7 separate regions of the Mus musculus genome follow, and regions 2, 3, 4, 5, 6 and 7 are each linked to region 1. Evidence: chromatin contacts called from public HiChIP or PLAC-seq and promoter capture Hi-C data. All regions are on one chromosome and are shown on one strand. Each heading gives the region's core, a stretch centred on a gene start, on an enhancer-like site or on the middle of the called end of the contact. The rest is flanking DNA. Distances are from core to core; before and after follow the strand shown.

Region 1 (2,761 bases), core at 139-2,638:
TCTTGCAGTGAATAAAGAAAAAGTCACAAAGATAAACAGTTTATTTCTAAGAGGCAGCTTTATCTCAAAAATTGTGCAGAGAGAGAGAGTAGTAGAGACAGGCTTTCCTGATTAAAGCAGTCTACTAATGTCTTCTCCTTCTCTCTTCCCCCTTCTGTTTGTTTGTTTGTTTGTTTGTTTGTTTGTTTGTTTGAGATAGGGTTTCTCTATGTAGCCTTGGAACGACTATGGAGACCAGGCTGATCTTGAACGCACAGAGATCCTCCTGATTCTGCCTGTGCTCTTACAACTCAGTAATAAAGACACATTCTATTTCATTTGTTTGAAAATTCTTTGGTGCTGGGTCTAGCTTCAAAGAGAGATACTGATAGTCTACAGAAGAAAGCCCAAAGATGAGCTCCAAATGATAGTCTAGAAATGATACAGTCTAGAAATGATACAGTCTAGAAATGATACAGTCTAGGGATCTTGATTGGATCTGTTTTCACTGATAGTTAAAAGAATGAAAGGGTGGTTCAGGTCTTTAATCCCACGGCTCAGGAGACAGAGGCAAGAAGATCTCTGTGAGTTTGAGGCCAGCCCCATCTACTAAGAGAGTTCCAAGATAGCCAGGGCTGTTACACAGAGAAACCATGTCTAGAACAAACTGAAAGGAAAAAAAAAAAAAAAGAACTGTTAAGACTAGAAGAGTTAAAAGGCAAAGCACAACAAGCAGTAGCAGAATTAGCAGTTAAAAAGGCGTTTATTGCAGGCAGTAAACACACAGAGAAAAAGACCTTCTACAAAACAGAGAGGGGATTTGAGAAGCTGAAAAATCCAGTCTCTTCTTGAGGCCTGGGGGTTGTAAAACCTCTAAAACCTCCCTGACCTACTTTAGTGTTGGTCAGTTTGAAGGCAGAAAGGATGGATGGTTGATCGGTCCACTACAGTTGTGTAACGTGTTCTAATCAGGCTTTGAACTTATTGAACCAGTCCATCAGCAGGTGACCTGCAGGTAGATGATAAAAGCTTGCCAGGTTTTTGTCTCAAATCAGGAGGTTAAAAAAAGCTGGCCATCTTGGAAATTCGCCATGGCTCATGTCCCTGTTTGTCTACTAAGGGTCTGCCCAACTCCTCGTCTCTCAATACTAACAAATCGAAAAGAAAACATAGGTTTGGCATAATGGAACCTACAGCTTCGTGCATGCCAAGCACGAAGCTCTGCCAGCAGAATTACCCAGCGTCAGATATATGACAAAAGATTAGGCTAGGCGACCTGAACTCTCTGCTTTTTGAGAAAAAAAAAAAAATGAGAGTAAGAGTTTCTCAGTAAGTCTGGGTTTTGTGTGTGTGTGTGCGTTTCCTTGAAGAGTTGGAGCACAGAACGGAAAAAACGGAGGCAAGAGCAGCAGTCATAGACGGAAAGATTATCGCTTGGCTGCCAGCAGGAACCGCCACTAGATTAGGCCGGCCCTTGCTCCGCAAAGCCGGACACGCCCTACACTACGCCCAGCGCACAAAGCCCTATGGGACTTGTAGTCTTTCGCCTATCTGCTCCTAGGAGGCGGAGAGACCCTGCTGTACGTAAATGAATCTTTCTTCCCGGCGTCGTCTCGGTTTTCTCCCTTTGCGAAAGGCCTAGTAGGGAAAGTTTGAAAATTCCCGCGGAGTCGGCGCCAGAGGCCGGAACCCTCGCGAGAAGTCCGAGCCCCGCAGCGCGATCTGCGATCGGATCCCCGCCCTGGCCACGATCCTTCCCTGGGCGGAGAGGCTGTGTGTGTGGGGTTCGGGCAGTGCGCCCGGGGTAATGCGCAGAGCGCGGCCCGAGCGGTGCCAGCCCAGTAAGTCGAGTCGCCAGCGGGGAGGACGCGGCGCGGGCGGTGGGACGAGTTCGAAGCCGGGATTGGGCGAAGGAGCACCCGGGGCCTGAGGGGACCGGCGAGAGACTGAGCGAGAAGCGGCTTCCGCGGGCCCGGGGCGCGCGCCGGGCCGTGTCTCCCGGGAGATGCTGTGACGGACCGCACGGAAGCAGCGACGCCGGGGCCCTTGGCGGCCTGGCCCGCGGGCTCAGGTAGGGTGGGGAACCGCAGGCCCGCGCGCCGAGGGCGGGGCGGCCGGGGCGGCGAGGCCCGGGGCCTAGGCCGGGCGCACCGCCTCGCGGGGAAGCGGCGTCCGCGAGCCGCGACCGGTGCGGCTCGTTCCAGCGCTCGGGCGTTAGTTACATAACCCTGGCGGCGGGTGCCGGCACATGGCCGCAGAGTCGAGCCTCCGGGCTCGTCTCCCGCGCCCGCGGGCGGGATCTCCGCCCCCCGGGACGAGTCTGACTCGAGACCCCGGGCCGTCAGGGTGTAGCGGAGCGATGGAGACCTTTGTGGGGCGTTCCCCGCGGACAGCCGCGGGCGCTCCGAGTCTCTCCGGCGTTGGCGTGAGCTCCACATGGTCCTGTGCTTGGCTCGGGTGAGTCCTGGGCGGGGGAAAAAGTTTCACTCGCGAAGCGGGCCACAGGGCTGAGTGGATCTGGTCCAGGACATCTAAGAGAACCGTGTCCGGAGCTCATCTGCGAGCTGTAAGGCCCATGACTTTTGCCTTTGGTTGACTTTTTGGAGAGTCGACTCTGCTTTTTGAATTGATAGGTACACACATGGTCCTTTTGAGACAGGTGGTTTTTGTTGACTTTGTGGAACCTTTCTTTTTGGTACCGTGAAGAATCACATCCAGGTCCTCACACATGTCAGGCAAGCGCTCCACCACTTGAGTTGTGTCCCCAGCATGGGATCTTGTG
Region 2 (2,761 bases), core at 69-2,568, 970 kb before region 1:
CTCCATAAGCAGAGGTGGCTGGCTGGTGGTTCCTTCAGGTGTTTTCCCCTGTCTCGCATCTCGCATGGAGACCTGTCTGACCAGTATCTGTTCCGCCCTACCCTTGGATGTCCAATGTGTGCATCAAACCCAGCATGCCCCAAACTGCCGTTCTGACTCCCACACCACCGGTGGAACCAGCAGGGCCAGTCTTCATCTTTGGGAGTGAGCCTGTGAGGCTGGCTTGCTCTTTCCCAACCACCCAGTCCCAACACTAAACACGTCTACACAGCTCTGTCCTGCTCCATCCTCTTCCTGCCTCTCCTCCCGTGAGCTTCCATGGCCATCTGCCCACATGTATGTTTCAATTCTGTCTTTTTTTTTTTTTTTTCAAGTTTTGGGAAAGAGGATTTTTGTGTTTGCTTTGTAGCGATAATTTGTTTGTTTAAGTCAAGGGCTCAGTACCTGGCTAACTTTACCTATGGGAGATCCTCTTCCCTCTGCCTCCAGAGTGCTGGAATTACAAGCTTCCCACCACATCGGCTTCAATAAATATTTTCAATGAATGATGACTTTCAGGTGGGAAAACACCTCCAACCAATCTAGAACAGGCGCCCTGTCCAGAGTTGTAAAAAAAAAAAAGGGTTTGGGAACTCCAGCCACCGTACGGGGAGTGAGCCTCCTGCGGAGGCACTGGGACCTGACTATCCGCAAGATGCAGGCATGGACTGACCACACAGCGCCCAAGCGGCCGGTGGGACGCTTCCTGATCCGTCCTCTCTTGGCGACTGGGAAAGAGAGAGGTGGCTTTGGCTACAACTGCTTCTGGGCCAGGTAATTCTAGAGAAAGGAATGACGCGCACCTATGGGCACCAGCTGCAGAGTTGTTTGGGTGCTCCTAAGTGACCAAAGGTCCCCGAAGCCCGATCCGGAGGAGGAGCTACGGCCGCTGCATACGGGCGGGGTGGCCCAGGGCGTGCGCGCTCCCGAGGAATGGCAATCGGGCGTCGCGGCTCCAACGCCTAATTTACCAAGGCGAGCCCAGCCCTGCCCTACGGTGTCTGTGACCTGCCCACCGAGTGGGTCCCCAACCAATGAACCTCAGCTCTCGTGAGCCACAGCTCCATGGGTCCCAAATGTCCCTGGCTCCTGTGGGTCCCAGGCTTCCCCGTCGCCTGCCCCGGCAGACAAGGAGGGGTCATTTACCGCGAAGACGAAAATCTTTCCAGGAAGTTTGTACCTATTAATATTGCTGTTCCTGGCAGCAGCTCTCCGCGCGGGGCGGGGGCAGGGCAGACCCTGCAGCTGCTTCTACCGCCTAGTGTCCGCCTCTGGCCCGGGACAAGGAGCGGAGGGCAGCTCTAGGTCCCCACGCCTACGGCGGGGGCAGGACCTGCTCGGATGCTCAAGGCGCCAGAGCCCAGCGGCTTGCCCGCGAGCAGCGCGCGGTGGGACCCGGAAGATCCCGAGGCCAAGGCGCAAACCAAGAGCTGGGACTCGGGAGGGGGAAGGGAGAGGGAAGAGAGGGATCCTTGCATCGGTTACCAGAGGCCGCTAGGCCGCGCCGTTCCCCCAAAAGAAAGCTGGTCCCGGAAGCAGGTATGCTCCTGCAGTGGGAGACCATGAGCCTCGGGGCCCTGGAGAGGTTGGGACCCTGGTTCTGACCTTGCTATGGTTTCACAGCCGCAAGGCGCTGCAGCAGAAATTTGATATTCGAAAGCTTGTGGCCTCCTCGCCACCACCTTGCAAGACTGTCTCCAGTCACAGACACAGACATTAGAGGTCGTAGTGTTGTTTTGTTACTCAGTGCAAGGCCTGGTGTGTACAACAGGATCTCTTAGAAAGAAGCACAGCTGTTTTCCTGCAGTAGCGGCCCCGGAACCACACGACCGGCAGCTCCAGCCCCAGACCACAGCTCGCTGGATTTTCAGAAGTTCCTTGGGCCAGAAGTGCCAGCCAGATCACTCTTTCTCTCAGGTCACATATGGTACATAAATCACTTTGCAAAAGAACCTTAATTTATGACTCTTTTGGGTGTTTATGTAGATAAGCAGTAATTTAGTCATCCCTGAAGTGGTGATCCCTGGACACCTCAAGTGTTAACTGTCCAGAGTATGAATTAAAGTCCCTGTGTCACACCGTCTCTTCCTCAGAATTCTAGAGTCCTCTGCAGGGTGCTCTGGTAATCATCTTCCTCCTCCTCCTCCTCCTCCTCCTCCTCCTCCTCCTCCTCCTCCTCCTCCTCCTCCTCCTCCTTCTTCTTTCCCGAGACAGGGTTTCTCTGTGTAGCCCTGGCTGTCCTGGAATTCACCCTGTAGACCAGGCTGGCCTCGAACTCAGAAATCCGCCTGCCTCTGCCTCCCAACGTGCTGGGATTAAAGGTGTGCACCACCACTGCCCCGCTCTGTTAATCTTCTTGCTCAGGATGACCAGGCCTATTCTGTGCAGGGACTCTGTCCAGCTCTGCGTGGAGGGCAGTGCCCACAAGTCACCAGTATTGAGACACGGAAGGACAGAGGTAAAGTATTTATTTCCTAATGTCCGCCTTCCAGCCTTCAGGGTCTCTTGGAAGCTCAGGGCCCATGTGGTTCTCCCAGATGGCTTGCACTAGCTTGACAGGGGACTGTGCCAGAATCTGGCGTCTTAAGGTAGGGTTCACCAACTAAATAGTTTTCCCTTAGCCCTTCCCCTTGGGGAAGTCGGGGGTGGGGATCCTCAAAGGCAAATCCAAAATGGAGTGTGAGACCCAACAGTGGTGGCCTCTCTTCTGCCTCCTCCGGAT
Region 3 (2,761 bases), core at 68-2,567, 950 kb before region 1:
CCAGTACAGGGGAACACCAGGGCCAAAAAGTGGGAATGGGTGGGTAGGGGAGTGGGGGAGAGGGTATGGGGGACTTTTGGGATAGCATTGGAAATGTAATTGAGGAAAATACGTAATAAAAAAAAGAAATAAAAGAAAGAAATTGTAAGAGGAAAAAAAAAAGATTCTGTTGAGTCAACTAGAAAACTCTTGGATCTAATAAAGACCTACAGAACATTGGCCTTAGCTGGCCTGAAACGATGTAAATCAGGCTGGCCTTGGACTCTCCCCTCTGCTTCCTGGGAGCTGGGATTAAAGTCATCATCACGCCCAGCAAGAATTGCAGAAATCCAACACCAAGGAAATAAAACTGCCAACCAACAAATGGGCAAATGAACTCGATAGTTTTTCAAAAAACACAAATGCCCAAGAACAATCTCCAAGTGTTCAATGACTCGAGCCGTCAGGGAGATGCAAAGTAAAACCATGAGAGACGTCCATACACTAGCCGCAGAGATTTTGCATGTCCACGTTTGTTGTGGCTTTATTCACTGCAGAACCGGAATCAACCAAGTTGTCCACGGACAGATGAATGAATAGTGAAAACGTGGCACATACATTCTCTCCAGGAAGTTGAGAACTTCAGACTGACATTCACAGACAGACTTGCCCCCCCTCTCCAGTTCTCCTTGGTCCACAGCAAGCATGCCCCTTACTCAACAGCAGGTACTCTCTGAGTCAAGAAGCCTTGCTTCATGGGGAAGTCTTGTCTGTCATTTCCATTACTGATTTGGACCACACAGCCCTTGCACTCTTTACCAGAGCATCAGCAGCTACTTCTGTGGCCATTTGCTTCTCAGAGAAAATGCAAAGTTCCCATAGTTCCCATTCATGCCTTTAATTCCAGCACTCGCAAGGCAGAGGCAGGCGGATTTCTGAATTCCAGGCCAGCCTGGTCCACAGAGTGAGTTCCAGGACAGCCAGGGCTACACAGAGAAACCCTGTCTTGAAAAAAAAAAAAGTTTGTGTTTACTGTCCAGCTCAATGGGTTTCTGGCAGCTGGCGGGCAGGAAGGGTCAGACACCAGGTTCATCTTGACACAGCCAACTAACTCCCTCTGAGTTAATATGTTAAAGAGCCTAGTTTTAGTAAGTTGTTATTGAATGCAATAGAGTCCCTGATGCAAGAAGCGGCTCCCAAGCTGATGTGGGCAGGCTGATGACACTCCTGTCCCCAAGGACAACACCTGGTTGCACGTGCCAGGATGAGGCATGAGCCTGTGAGCCTGAGTCTGTGGCTCTGTGCCTACCCACATCTTCCACACAGCTCAGGCACCAGGGCAGACTGCACTCGCACTGCCACCTGTGCCACGCTGGACTCTTTAGCAGATCACACCTTCCTGCTTGCCCAGTGCCAAAGTCCACTCTACTTCCTGCTAGTGAGGTGGCACGCCTTATGATGAGGGAGGCACCTACCTTTCTTGTTGGAATTGGAGGAGACCATGGTAACAGACAGCAGGCAGGGGGCACCAGTTCCTCTGGCCAGCTTATTGGTGCAATGTCCAAATGGAGAAAGGGTTCGCTTGTCCACATCCTGCAGCAAGGTTCTGGGACTGCTGTACCTCAACGGTCTACTGATGGGGGTGGGGGATAAAGGCCAAATGAGGCAACTTCCCATCCCATGGTAACTACCATTTTTATTGCACTGCCTGCCAAGGCATTTTACACACACCTTCAACCTGCCAGGAAAGACCTTCAGAGATAGCTCTCATTTCCTAGACCATGAGCTCACAGGTCAACAGGAGCACAGAGTATGTCCCCTGATGTGTGGCAAGTGTCAGGTTTTGGGGTTGGTCTTGTAATATTATGTCAGCTGCAGTGGGATGCAGCTCAGCTCTTAAAGCATGAGGCCTTTCCATTCAGAAAGCTCAAACTGCTATGGTGCTTTTTTTTTTTTTTCTTTTTTTTTTTTTTTTCTGAGTCAGTCTTGCTGTAACATACAGCATATAGCCCTGGCAGGCTTACCACTCAGTGTAAGTCAGACTTAACTCATGATCCCCTCTGTGTGTGTGTGTGTGTGTGTGTTTAAGCCCCAAGGCAGGGATGGGCTTGGGCTTCTCAAGGAGGAGCCACACACACACACATTATGTATATATGTGTCTGAGTATATGTGGAAGTAAATTTGGGCTCCCTGCAAAAATAACAAGGGCTTCTAAACTCTAAGCCCGAGGGTCAAATGACCCTTTTATAGGGGCTGCATATCAGGCATTTATGATTTGTAACAGTACCAAAATTACAGTTGTGAAGTAGCAACAAAAATACTTTTATGGTTGGGGGTTGCCACAACATGAGGAACTGTGTCAAAGGGTTGCAGCATTAGGAAGGGTGAGAACCACTGGTCTAAGCCATCTTTCTGACCCTCATCCTCCCCTCCCCTTCCCCTTCTTTGACATAGGGACTCACTCTGTATCTGTAGCTCAGAGATTTCCGCAACCTTGGCCATGGTGTCTCTTCGCAGCAACAGAACAGTGACTAGAAGAAAAACAGCTCCCCTGTGAGTCCAACTCTAGAAGACCTGACTTCCTCTTCTGACCTCTGAGGGCACACATCCCCACAGGCACAATTATTAAAAATGAAATTAAAATATATAACACAAATCCAACACCACAGAAACTCATACATATGGAAATAAGCAAAAATCCACAAGGAATAAAAAAAAAAAAAACACCCGTGTACACACGCAAGACACAGACTAGAATTGGGAAGAAAGGTTTTTTAAAGTT
Region 4 (2,761 bases), core at 81-2,580, 920 kb before region 1:
CACAATGAAAGTTGATTTAAAAATAAAACTACCTTCACACGGGTCACTACAGTGAACAACTCAACTTTAGCTGGTGAACTAGGCAATCCGAAAGCCCTAACTCTGGGAAGCTTGTCATAAATATGGGGTTCTAGAATGCAGGTGGAACCTAGCAACCCCTTTAAAGTTTCATTTGCCCTTATCTTGCTTTGTTTTCCCACGCAAGAACCTAAATAGCCTTTAAGAATCAGACTATGAGTCAAGCTCTTTCCCACTGACCAAATCTTGTGACTGTTACCTCCAGTATTAACTAGAGAAGAAAAAAGGCAGGAAATCACCGCACATCACAATTTTGTTTTAAGAAACAGTAGAGAGAGAGAGAGAGAGAGAGAGAGAGAGAGAGAGAACGAGAACTTCGCGCTTTAGTCTTCATCATTCACTTCCATGGTAGAATTTCCTAGCCACTTAGAAGTTACTAGAACACAGTGGCCATCACTTACTCACTCAGGCAAAAGGGAATAAATGAACTTAGTATTTTACTTCATCCTTCGCCACATCCCTATCGCCTAATGATCATGTCCCACACACGCTCACGGTTTACAAGGCTAGAAAAGGGATGTGTGGGACCCAATACAATTTTCTTCCACTAAGATAGTTTTTTTTTCTCTCTTTAAAAATCGCTTCGATGTTGTCGTGAGCCGTGAAAAACCGATACATAACAAAAAGGCGAAATCCATCCCAGAATAGGAGCCCCGGGGAGCGCGCGCTCCTGTCCACTCTAGCTCGTGGAAACCAGAAAACTTAAACCAGGTGGAACGCCCCAGCAACTAGGCGACACGGGCTGCTAAACCAGGGTTCTAGGTCTCTCAGGGGTGTGACCAGGGGCCGGACCGGCAGTGACAAACTCTCGGTGCCACCAAGGACGGACCGGCGCTCCGGTCACCCCGGCCTAGCTCGGGTGGGTGGGGCAGGCATGGCCGGCCCGCAGTCCCGCAGGGGCGAGTGACCCGCTCACTTTTGTAGAAGCGCAGCGCCAGGCCGTAAAGCTCCTCCAGGCCAAAGCCCCAGTGCTGCTCCATCCGCCGCGCCTCCTCGGCCGCGCCCTCAGCCGCCGCCTCCCCGGGCTCCCGCTGCTGCCCCGAGGCGCCGGAGCCCAGTCCATTCCCCGGGGCCGAGGACGGCGGCGTCTGCGGCGGGGCCCCCTCCGCGCCGGGCCTCTCCTCCGAGTCCGGGCTCAGCGTGAGACCGTCGAGCGACACCTCGAGCTGCTCTACGTTCAGCTGCGCCGCCATCTCCGCTCGCAGCGCCTCCTCGGCGGGGACAGGCGGCGGCCACGTATCGACTTCCTGCTGACCTCTCACCTCCGCTCGCCGACACCGGAACTTCCGCCGCCAAGGCGGCTGGGGTTTGAAAGCGCCGGGTGCCCCGCCCCCGAGCGTGTGGGCCACGCCCTCCCGTGCCCTCGGCTTGCTGGGGACCTCACGCCCCTCTCGGAGAGAGGCTCACCCCACCGCCGTGGCCGTCCCAGGGAGCCGGGACGTCCCGTGGGGTTCGTGGCGGTCCGCGTTGGTCGGGGGTGTGTGAGGTGAACCCCAAGCAGCGGTGTTGGGGGTGGCTGCTGGTCGCGTCCGACCCTGCAGGGGACAACTGCAGAGACATCTGTGCAGAGTCGCTGTTGGGAAGTTGCAGGCCAGTTACGGAGTCTCTTGCAACTGCCAGACGGTCAGAGCAACTGCCGTCTTCATTTTAAAGTAGAAATCAGGCTTTCGTCCCCTGCAGTGTTTGTCCTCTCCCTTAATTTATGTTCGTTCTCCTAAGGGAGGGAACGGTTGACTATTTTATTTTTTGCTATGTAGCTCAGGCTGACTTTGAACTCACTCGTTAGCTCAGGTTGCCCTTGGTCCTCCTGCCTTAATCTCCCGAGGGCTTTGACTACATGTGCAAGCCATCAGGACTAGCAATAAGGACAGCATGAGGCCAATTCAGCTATCCATGCCACGAAAGTGTAGGACCAGAAGACAGAATCTCTGCAGTGTCGGGTATAAGAAAGTAGGAGGTAGTTAAGGAGAAACAGCCAGAGTACATAGCACTCTCCTTTCTGTTTGCTTTTGTTTTTTTTGAGACATGGTTGTAAGCTACATAGCCCTGGCTGTCCTGTCACTATGAAGGTCAGACCAGACTAGCCTCAAACTCATAGAAACCCACCTCCCTCTGTTCTCGAGTGCTGTATTCTGGGATTTTTGGTTCCGTAGCAGAGTCTTCCAATTCATTAAAAGTGAAAAATTGTAAGATTTTCATGCATACACTGGGCAAGCACTCCAGCTTAGGGCTCTTTCATTGAGCTGAATGAATGGATGAAAGCACACTTCAATTACATACAGTATCAGTTCAGCTCAACATGATTTAAGGACTACCTTGTATATCATATACTATGGAAAATACAAAGGACAGTAGTCGTGTCCTACCCCTCGGCATCATGGTCCAGGAGGTGAGTCCGTGCCAGAGCACAATAGTATGGCCAGGCTGCTGGAAGGTACCTTCTGCCTCAGCACCTGTGAGCGGGTTCCCTAGCTTCTGTTTCCTCTTGGTTTGTTGAAAACACTGGAGTCATGAAACTATGTGTTAATATGTGTTTCAAGAGGCTGTGACATCACCAGAGAGCCTACTAACCCATCTTGAAGTTTCTGTCACCTCTGTATAGTGTCAACATGGGACCCAAGACTTCAATACATGGCCTTTGGGGGGCATTCCATTCCCAAAGTACAGTAGTGTGTAAAGCAAA
Region 5 (2,761 bases), core at 171-2,670, 840 kb before region 1:
GGTTAAAAAACAAAACCACTACTTTATTTGTCATAAAAATGATACAATCGTTCTAAATACAGATTGCTCAGTTTGGAGGTTTGTTTGTTTGTTTGTTTTCCAAGACAGGATTTCTCTGTGTAGCCTTGGCTGTCCTGGAGCTTGGTATGTAGACTGGGTGGGCCTCGAACTCGGAGATCCACCTGCCTCTTCCTACCGAGTGCTGAGATTAAAGATGTGCGCCACCACACCTGCGAACCTTTCGTTGACCAAGGGCTACAAATACACACCACAGAGTACGTGTTGCTTCAAGACCATTTTGTAACTAAAATGCCTTTTAATAATGTGTGCAATATGAAAATTACAAAATTGTTCCCTTGTCCTTAGGTCGCAGAGTAGCTGGCTTTACTGTCTGCGGACAGGTGAACATCCGTCTCAGAGGTTGTGAGTATAGAAGGAGAAGTGAGGCAGTGAACAGGGGTGGGTGTCAGGCAGAATAACATACTTATATGGGCTGCGGTGCTCACATCCGTGTGTAATGCCCACCCCACAGTCTAGAGACACATCCACTCAGGAGGGAGACTGGGAATGGGGCTACCTCGGCACTGTATCCCGGCTGGATCATCTCCGGAAAGGTCCAGGGCCACCTGTAGTCCCAGGGGAAGGGGCCAAGCCTGTGTGACACGGAAGAAAACACTTCCAGGATGGACGCGGGGGGTCGGGGGGAGCGATCACAAGTGCCTGCAGAAGCAGGAGCCGTCAGAGGATCAGATCGGAGGCCCGGGGCACCAAGAGGGGCTGTGTCCCCGGTGCCCAGCCCGAGCCCTCCCGGCCCCCGGCCGGCGAGTTACATAACCGGGCGGGCGAGGAGGACGGCGCCCGCAACTGGGGGGCCGCTCTTCGCCCACCCCGGCCGGCGACAGCAGTCGCTCCGGGAGAGCAGCCGCCGACTCCGTCAGGACAGGCTGGACTCCCGGGCTTTCGGTTTCCGGCGCTGGCGCTCGCACAACCCCAGAAACAGACACACAAGACACCATAACAAAGGCGGCGACGCGGCGGCAGCGCCTGAGGAGGAAGGCCGGGGACTGCGGTGGGCTGGCGGCCATCCCACCTGCCCGGCAACCGGACTCGGCCGGTGCGACCCCGGGACGGGCAACCGGCGGGAAGGAGGGCTGCTCTGAGACGCTACTTACTCTCGTCAGGCAACTGGTCGAGCTCCGCCATCTTGAACGAGCCGCGCCGCTTTTTCAAAGGCTGCCCGCCCCGGTGCATTGTGGGGCGGAGACTGTCTGCGAGGGAGGTTCGAATGAGGAGCTCGCGGCCCGCGGCGCCTGCTCCCGCCAGGCCGTCCGGCTCCGCCCGAGCCCGGCGGGAGGGGGCCTCGGGGCCTCGCCCGCACCCCGGGCCGGGCCCGGAGGAGGACAGGGGACGCCTCGCCGAGAGGCCCGGTAGGGCCGAGCGCGGGGGGCGCGGCGCCAGCACCGATGCGCCCGCCCGCGCCGCCCCCCTCGCCTGCGCTCGCTCCCGGCGCGCGGCCCGCGCTGCGGCTGCGGGAACTGCAGGCCGGTTCCCGAGGGGAGCGGGACGCAGGCCCGGGCCGGTGGCGCGGCGGACGAGACCTGGGTTCCTGGTCGCTTGGCACGGAGGGGGCTCTGCCCAAAGTAACGTGGACTCGGCTCCCCAGATCGCGTTTCTCCGGCGCCCCGGCCCCTGCCCTTCCCCCCCACCGAGTGCCCGGGCCGCGGCGTCCGCTTCGCCTGCAGGTCACGGACGCGGGGTCCGGGCGGCCCGGGCCGGAACCTGAGCTGCGAGCGGCCGGGACGAGACCTTGAGAGGTCACCAAGTTGGTGTAGGCCGAGGGCTAGTGAACTGTCCTGCTTTCTTTCTCTAATGCGCTCCACCCGAGACCGGTAGTGAGCTGGGAGCCTCACAGTGACTAAGGATGCTTGGGGAAGACACAAGTGACACTAGCCAAGTGTAATGAAACTGGATGGGGATTCCTCCCTTGCTGAAAGAAGCCGGGAAAGATTTCACGGTTCCCATCTGTAACACTTTCTAGTATTTAAACCACGGTGGCTTTTCAACTACTATTTTTACAAGCGTGGTTGATCTCCGGGGTGGGTCTATTCTCCAGGGATTTATGAGGAGGGGGTAGTCGGCGAATGGAGAATTTAAAACAAAACAAAAACGAGTGGATGAGTGACTTCCACAAACTAAAAAGTTTAAAGATGGTTCAGTGAGGTGAGAGCAGATCTAGACAGGCCAGCCCAGGCTAAGTTGGGCTTGGTAAAAAGAATAAAGCGAGGTCTTAAGTAGTACGAAGGGCAGGCTTTCATTTCTTTTCTAGAACACATTCAAGAATGTGAGGCACAGGTTGGAGAAAGACAAGATGAGACTCTTGGGCGAGCAATAGAGTGGAAGACTTCAGGCTCAGGAAAAGGGCAGCAGGCTGTGAAAGTTAAGGGTGCAACTTGGGCTGCTACTTGTATCAGTCCCAGGCAAGCTTAATACTTGTGCTTCAACTTCTCCTCAGTAAAATGCAGGCAAAAATTCCACTCTTGCTTAATGAGTGGAAAGAACTTATAATGGCTCCTTGCAGCCAGCTGTTTGCTGCTACAGCCTCCAGTTTATAGACAGTAGGGAGTACCGCTGAATCTGGGGTGGAGGGAGGGGCAGGATGGAAAATCCACCTTTCGAGAGGTGAGGGGAAAGACTAGTGCGAGCAAGAGAAGCACATGGGTGCTGGCCCTTCTGGGCCCAGGGTAAGTGGGGGAGGAGGTGG
Region 6 (2,761 bases), core at 112-2,611, 760 kb before region 1:
ATTTTTGTCACCAATGATAATTATAGACACTAACACCGTGCCTAGCTGCTTCTTAATAAATATGTATAGAATGTATGAGAACTGTGTCAAGCAAGAATGCTGAGCTAGGCAGTCTCTCCGAGGGCACCAAGATGACAGCTTCAGTTCTTCCCATAAGGAGAAATAATAGAAGCAGTGTGGTATCTTGGTACCCACTGGGTGAATGTCTTTTCCCCCTTCCCTCCCCCCCTTAAGAACTGAAGCCCCATTGAGGGCTAGCCTGCCTCTTCTAAAACACATTACTGCAGCTGGACAGCAAGGGAAATCAATTGCCTCGACCATTAGCAGCGTGAGCTTGGGTAACTGAGTGTTTGGGGGAGGTGGGAACAGGGCAGGTGAGAACCACACTAGCAAAGACGGGAAGGAATCTGCAAAACCAGAAGCCTAGGAGGCAGGAGCCACTGGAACGCCAGGACCCGTCATCCCACCACCTCCTGACCATCTCGGAAGCGTCAGTGAAGAGACCAGATAGCTGCAGAAAGCGCCGAGACCTCGGGAAGTTTGGAGAAAATGTTATTTCCAAGTAGAAATCAGGCCCAAAGCGAATGCACTGTAAAGAAATGGCACTGCTTTGCATAACTAAAATAGAAATACCGAGAGTGAGCGGATGTTGAAAGGATCATCAAAAATAGGCTTAAGGGGAAAAAAAAATCTTCTGTATTCATGGAGGACAATAATCTTCCGGGACAAGATAGGCCCAAATCAGAGCAGCTTTAAAGACCGCGCGCACACCCTCCACCCCGACGCCGAGAAGGCAGTGAAATAAACAAAAACTCTGCGACCATCCAGACCCAGCGAAGAGGCAGGCCCCTTGTCTTTACAAAGCCAGAGGCACTTACGCCAGATGCTCTTACTTCCCGGGCTTTTCTTGCAGGGTAAGCGCAATGTCCCGGAAGGGGTCGGCCCAATGGGCCTCAAGGACCTCCGCGGCAGCGCCGCGGGTCTTTCCCGCCCTTCTCTCCCGGTCCGGCTGAGCCGCAGGGCGGAGTGAGGCGGCCCCGAGCCCACACAGCCGCCCAGGCCGCGTCGCCCTGCGCCTCCGGCCCGGCCCCGTCGCACCTGCACCATGATGGCCATGCGGAGGGAGTCCTTGGGAATACTCTCGCTGCATTTCTTGCAAGAGGCGCGCCCGCTCTTCGCGTACTCCACTCGATAAAGCCTCTCCGAGGCCTCCGCCATCCTCCTTCTCGTGCTGCAGCGGCAGCCCGACGCCGCCGCTGGTGCGCTCCGCTAACGTGTCGGTTTCCCCCGCAAGCGTGCAGAGCCGCCTCCGCTCAGGATAGATTACTGATGCCTAGCGGCGGGACCGCCCCCCCAAGCTCGCGCGCGGAGGGCGGGGCCTCAGCTCATAGGGCGGGGCTTCAGCACGTGTCCTTGGGAGGTTGGGTCCCAGCGCGACTGCGCCTGTGCACGCTGGTCTCTGCCTCTGGGAAGGGGCCAGGGCGGGGACCCGGGGAATCTGACAGGCGCCACCCCTTTTGTCGGTTTGTCCCAGAAAGGCTTTTTGTTCGCCCAAATAATTCCACCTCACCCACTTGCATTTTTTTCTAGGTATGTCTAGAGCGAACCCTGCTGACCCTAAGTGTAGTATTCTGCTTTGCAGCCTCCACATTGCTGACACAGAAAACCAACTAAAGCCTGATTTTTCATTCTTAGTAAACTTAAATGCATAACTATAAATTCCAAGAGAATGAGCAGAACCCGTGACAGTTGGTAGTAGTTACAACAGATGTCGTGTGTTCTCATCCCCCATCTCCGCGCTAACACAGGACAGGGTGTCTCAGTGTTGCCCTGGCTGCCCTGAAACTTGTTCTGTAGATCAGGCTGGCCTTGAACTCACAGGGATCCATGTGCCTTTGCCTCCTGAGTGCTTGGGATTAAGGGCGTGTGACACCATCTCCGGCAACAGATATTTTCCTGGGGAGATCCCAAAATATTTTAGGTTATCGACAATTAAAGTTATAGGTATTGTTAAACTTGCTACTGTTAGATCTTGTTATTTAATGTAGCACTACAATCTTTAACATTATTGGTCTTTTTTTTTTTTTAATAATTATATGAGCGTGATGCAGGGTCTCACTATAAAGCCCTGGCTGGCCATGAAGATGAAGTCGGCTTCAAACTCACAGAGATCCACTTGCCTGTGTCCTAAAGTGTGGGTAAACTGCATGTCTGGCAGCAAACTGGCTGGTGAGCTGTGGCCTACTTGTCTATGAATCATTCCTGATTGAGCAGGTATGAACTGGCTCTAGGTATCTGCTTTGTGCTTCCTCTGTTGCTGCTCTTTTTCTAACCCTGCCCTCCCTTGTTGAGACCCTCTCGTGGCAGAGAGAGACAGGACACATGGCTGTTCCCTAACCTAGTCCAGGGAGTGGGGTCCTTCCACTTTGCCTTGTAACTGATCCCGTGGGTAACCACCCCAGCAAATTCTCCTTTGCTGCAGAGGGTCTAAACCAGGCAGGCTAGCCTATCTCAGACTTAAAAAACAGAAAATCTCCCAGACCAAATTACAATGTGTGAATTGCAGGCATGTTTTGCCTGTATAAATATTTATATATCATGTGTGTTTGGTGTTTGCTGAGTCCAGAAGACGTTTTCATATCTCCTGACTGGAGGAAGTTACAGATGGTTGTGAGCTGCCATGCAGGAACTGGGACTCGAACCCAAGTCCTCTGAAAGAGTAACCAGTACTTTTAACCTCTGAGCCATCTCTCCATACTCT
Region 7 (2,761 bases), core at 90-2,589, 620 kb before region 1:
AAGTCAAACCTTAAGGAAGGGTGGCAGGGCTTTCTGGCTCCACAGGAGTGAGCGAGGCTGACCTGGCAAGCTTGGTTTCTCTGCACTCCATGGACCCCACGGCATCCAGACTGTTTCCTTAATTTCCCTCTAGCTTACGGCCTCGACCTCATTATAGAACTTGGCATCTCTCCACTGGTTAGCATCATTTCCTCCATGCAGAAGTGTCACCTCATGTCATTGCCGAGGAGCCCCCAGGGACACCTGTTTGTCACTGGGAGACACTCCACATTCCCCATTTGCTTCCGCTATTCCTTGCCCAGGCCTGAGATCCGGCTATGACCACATTGTGAGCTGCACATGGGTCCTCTGCACATGGGTCCTCGGCTCTGGCCACTTGGAGCTATTCCTTCCCTGTGTCTCTGTGCTGTGTGTCTGCTTCCTCCATCCTTCAACCCTCTGGATAATTCATATTCAGCTTCTAAACTCATTTTGGTGGCATTTCCTTTGCAAAGCCTTTCCTAAATGGCCTTTATGTTCCTGACTTGGGTGAGGCCTCTTTTTTGTCCTATGGGACCCCTTGTTTTTTCTGCATGGTGTCCTTTATACTGTACCGTATATTCCTGATATCTGTCCACCACCACCACTGTGCCTTAAATGTGGGCTCTGGTATTTACTAGAGCAAGATGTCATTTGTAAATTAAATGCATTCCCTGACTAGCCTCCTTGTCCTAGGGCCATCTTGCAATGCACCTTGATGTCCACAAGGGGGCAGGCTCCCTAATGGGGCCTCGCGGTTTCTAGTCTGTCTTGAATTCATGCCAGCATGTGTTCTCAGAAAGCATGACTAAAATTGGGCATTTTTTTTTTCTTCTCATTGAAATAGAGCAGGCCTGCTGCTGTCAAAAAAGCTATCACAGACCCCGTTTGTCCGTAATGTGCAGAAACTATTTTTAAAATCGTATGTGCTACTGTCCCGAAAAGCACAGAAGTCATGTGGGACTTTCTCCCCTGCCCCCACTTTAAATCCCACTTTGCTGATTCACAAGTTTGGAAAGTACAGAGAGGAAAGACTAGGTCAGATAATGACGCTGGTTGCAAACGTCTATCTTTGTGGCCTGAACTCTGTGACCTCTAAATGTCCCCAGGACCAAGTGTGCAGAGTAAGGAGACCACAAGGTAGGACCCCAATTCCTGGTGAATTTGTCTCTGTGAATTTTCTATTGGGGTCTATTAGGGGTTGTGGCTGTCACCTACGGTGTCACCTACGGGGTTTAATAAAAGCTCCCTTTGACCCTCCCCCATCTTCCGCACAGCGAGGAAACGCCTGGTCCCCGAGCTTGTCTGCTTCCCAGTCCCCACTTCTCTGTTGAATGTGTCATTTTATGCCTGTGCATGGTGTGCTAAATGCCAGGAGCTGGGCCACAGCTGTCACAGTGAAAACGAAATTGAAAAAAAAAATGCCACCCAGGCTGGTTCTTGGTGTTCCCGGGAACTGGATGTGTTTGCTGCATTTCTGTGGCAGGGTGTGTGATCCAGACTGTGAATGGCAAGCAGACGTGGTTCTGAACCCTCAGTCTGCGGAGAAAGGGGACTGGATGCCATGGATGCTAACACTCAGCTGCCTGGAGGGTCATCCCACGCCTAGAACAAACAGACCCTCGCTCCAGCAGTCTCGGGTCTCCAGCCCCACTTCCAGGCCTGCAGGAGAACAGGGACTACCAGGTACACTGACTCTGGGCCTTGATAGCTCTGTCCCTACATATCCCAGGCACCAGCATCCATGGGCTGTCCTAGGGATCCTGTGGCACAGCCTGGTACCAGAATACACGCCCTGGACTGTCCAGGGAAGCAGAAACAGGCAGAATCACAGGCAGGTCTCGAGTTTGGTCCAAAGCAAAGTTTGGTCTGTTGTTTCCTAGTTCTGTCGCGAAGAACTCGGGGATGGCAAGGTTCATCTCATAGAGTTGTTATGAGTATTAAACTACTTTACCTTTAATCACCTGACACTTAGCAACTCACAACCATCGGCCACTGCTACCTTCGAACAGGATTCGGCAGTTCTGTAAGGGGTTGAATGAGACCCTAGATGATATATAAAGTAGTGACATGGTGGTCTCTAATAAAGCTTTATTTATATGGTCTAATGTCTAAGAGGATGCTTGCTCTGGTGACTGCACAGCTGAAAGGTGGGAGAGGGGCAGAGAATACAGAGTCAGCTATGTAGTATGGGGAAGGAAGGAGAGAGATATTCTTTTTTGTTTTTTGTTTTTTTGGTTTTTCGAGACAGGGTTTCTCTGTGCAGCCCTGGCTGTCCTGGAACTCACTTTGTAGACCAGGCTGGCCTCGAACTCAGAAATCCACCTGCCTCTGCCTCCCGAGTGCTGGGATTAAAGGCGTGCGCCACCACACCCGGTGAGAGAGATATTCTTGTATAGGGTTCAGAAGGGCTGGTACAGGCAGGAGCCTCTTAAGGGAGTCTCGGATACCACCTCCGGACTTAGGGACCCTGTGTCCCTCATATGTATACAGCATTGCTGTGCAATGAGCACTCTACCTCAGAGGAGGTTCAGAGTTCCCTCTCAATTAATTAAAGAGTTTCTACAGTTGGCTGTTTCTAAGATTCACTGCCAGGCTGAGCCACCTCGTGCATTAGTGAAGACAGGACAACCAAGGAGCCTGTGCAGACATGGAGGGCACATAGTAGGGCTCATGGAGCTGGCAGACACTGAAATGTGCCCAAGTCACCAGGCTTCTCCTGCATTATCACTGATTCAGCGTG

Evidence for each region. Promoter capture Hi-C pulls out the DNA fragments that hold promoters and counts their contacts. HiChIP or PLAC-seq counts read pairs in DNA pulled down with a chosen protein or histone mark.
Region 2: a promoter capture Hi-C map of pre-B cells shows a contact between it and region 1, with 5 times the contacts expected there. The contact joins the promoter of 2900024J01Rik here to the promoter of Ahctf1 in region 1. A contact is called at or near these places in 4 of 39 promoter capture datasets (hippocampal neurons, liver and pre-B cells), 5 of 115 datasets of contacts at active chromatin or transcription factors (the SCID.adh cell line, embryonic stem cells, extraembryonic endoderm stem cells and 1 more) and 1 of 9 other capture datasets (adipose tissue).
Region 3: an HNF4G HiChIP or PLAC-seq map of pancreatic cancer cells shows a contact between it and region 1. The contact joins the enhancer-like site here to the promoter of Ahctf1 in region 1. A contact is called at or near these places in 5 of 39 promoter capture datasets (hippocampal neurons, liver, maxillary cranial neural crest and 2 more), 8 of 115 datasets of contacts at active chromatin or transcription factors (the SCID.adh cell line, embryonic forebrain, embryonic stem cells and 4 more) and 1 of 9 other capture datasets (adipose tissue).
Region 4: a promoter capture Hi-C map of second pharyngeal arch cranial neural crest shows a contact between it and region 1. The contact joins the promoter of Acbd3 here to the promoter of Ahctf1 in region 1. A contact is called at or near these places in 6 of 39 promoter capture datasets (cranial neural crest, frontonasal cranial neural crest, hippocampal neurons and 3 more) and 4 of 115 datasets of contacts at active chromatin or transcription factors (astrocytes, embryonic stem cells, extraembryonic endoderm stem cells and 1 more).
Region 5: a FOXA1 HiChIP or PLAC-seq map of pancreatic cancer cells shows a contact between it and region 1. The contact joins the promoter of Lin9 here to the promoter of Ahctf1 in region 1. A contact is called at or near these places in 2 of 39 promoter capture datasets (cranial neural crest and hematopoietic stem and progenitor cells), 3 of 484 Hi-C or Micro-C datasets (CD4 T cells and embryonic stem cells) and 8 of 115 datasets of contacts at active chromatin or transcription factors (astrocytes, embryonic basal ganglia, embryonic stem cells and 2 more).
Region 6: a contact with region 1 is called in an H3K27ac HiChIP or PLAC-seq map of embryonic stem cells, with 3 times the contacts expected there. The contact joins the promoter of Parp1 here to the promoter of Ahctf1 in region 1. A contact is called at or near these places in 7 of 39 promoter capture datasets (cranial neural crest, embryonic stem cells, hippocampal neurons and 3 more), 1 of 15 datasets of contacts at CTCF or cohesin (the NIH/3T3 cell line), 4 of 484 Hi-C or Micro-C datasets (embryonic stem cells, liver and reprogramming fibroblasts), 10 of 115 datasets of contacts at active chromatin or transcription factors (astrocytes, embryonic hindbrain, embryonic stem cells and 3 more) and 2 of 9 other capture datasets (embryonic stem cells and pancreatic islet).
Region 7: a contact with region 1 is called in a promoter capture Hi-C map of hippocampal neurons, with 4 times the contacts expected there. The contact joins the enhancer-like site here to the promoter of Ahctf1 in region 1. A contact is called at or near these places in 4 of 39 promoter capture datasets (the 3T3-L1 cell line, hippocampal neurons and liver), 6 of 115 datasets of contacts at active chromatin or transcription factors (the 230-238 cell line, bone marrow-derived dendritic cells, embryonic forebrain and 3 more) and 1 of 9 other capture datasets (embryonic stem cells).

Annotation. Positions count from the first base shown.
Region 1 is chr1:179,802,642-179,805,402 of GRCm38.p6, reverse strand. It overlaps Ahctf1 (AT hook containing transcription factor 1), which reads left to right and starts at 1,388. Exons shown (of 36, transcript NM_026375.2): 1 at 1,388-2,050.
Region 2 is chr1:180,776,518-180,779,278 of GRCm38.p6, reverse strand. 2900024J01Rik (a long non-coding RNA gene) reads right to left here and starts at 1,318. Exons shown (of 3, transcript XR_373751.4): 1 at 1,220-1,318.
Region 3 is chr1:180,756,622-180,759,382 of GRCm38.p6, reverse strand. No RefSeq gene overlaps it. Among named protein-coding and RNA genes, the nearest start is that of Gm38293, 11 kb to the left of the region's middle. Within about 2 kb of position 1,317, at least 29 of the 459 cell types and tissues checked have an H3K27ac peak or open chromatin away from gene starts, as enhancers often do. A contact at or near this core is called in liver and pancreatic cancer cells, where this site is marked.
Region 4 is chr1:180,724,612-180,727,372 of GRCm38.p6, reverse strand. It overlaps Acbd3 (acyl-Coenzyme A binding domain containing 3), which reads right to left and starts at 1,330. Exons shown (of 8, transcript NM_133225.3): 1 at 995-1,330. The coding sequence starts at 1,271.
Region 5 is chr1:180,639,809-180,642,569 of GRCm38.p6, reverse strand. It overlaps Lin9 (lin-9 homolog (C. elegans)), which reads right to left and starts at 1,420. Exons shown (of 15, transcript NM_001103182.2): 1 at 1,173-1,420. The coding sequence starts at 1,251.
Region 6 is chr1:180,567,491-180,570,251 of GRCm38.p6, reverse strand. Parp1 (poly (ADP-ribose) polymerase family, member 1) reads right to left here and starts at 1,361. Exons shown (of 23, transcript NM_007415.3): 1 at 1,099-1,361. The coding sequence starts at 1,218. It overlaps Gm31986 (a long non-coding RNA gene), which reads left to right and starts at 1,353. Exons shown (of 4, transcript XR_001779573.2): 1 at 1,353-2,274.
Region 7 is chr1:180,426,534-180,429,294 of GRCm38.p6, reverse strand. No RefSeq gene overlaps it. Among named protein-coding and RNA genes, the nearest start is that of Gm39712, 20 kb to the right of the region's middle. Within about 2 kb of position 1,339, at least 53 of the 459 cell types and tissues checked have an H3K27ac peak or open chromatin away from gene starts, as enhancers often do. A contact at or near this core is called in the 230-238 cell line, bone marrow-derived dendritic cells and hippocampal neurons, where this site is marked.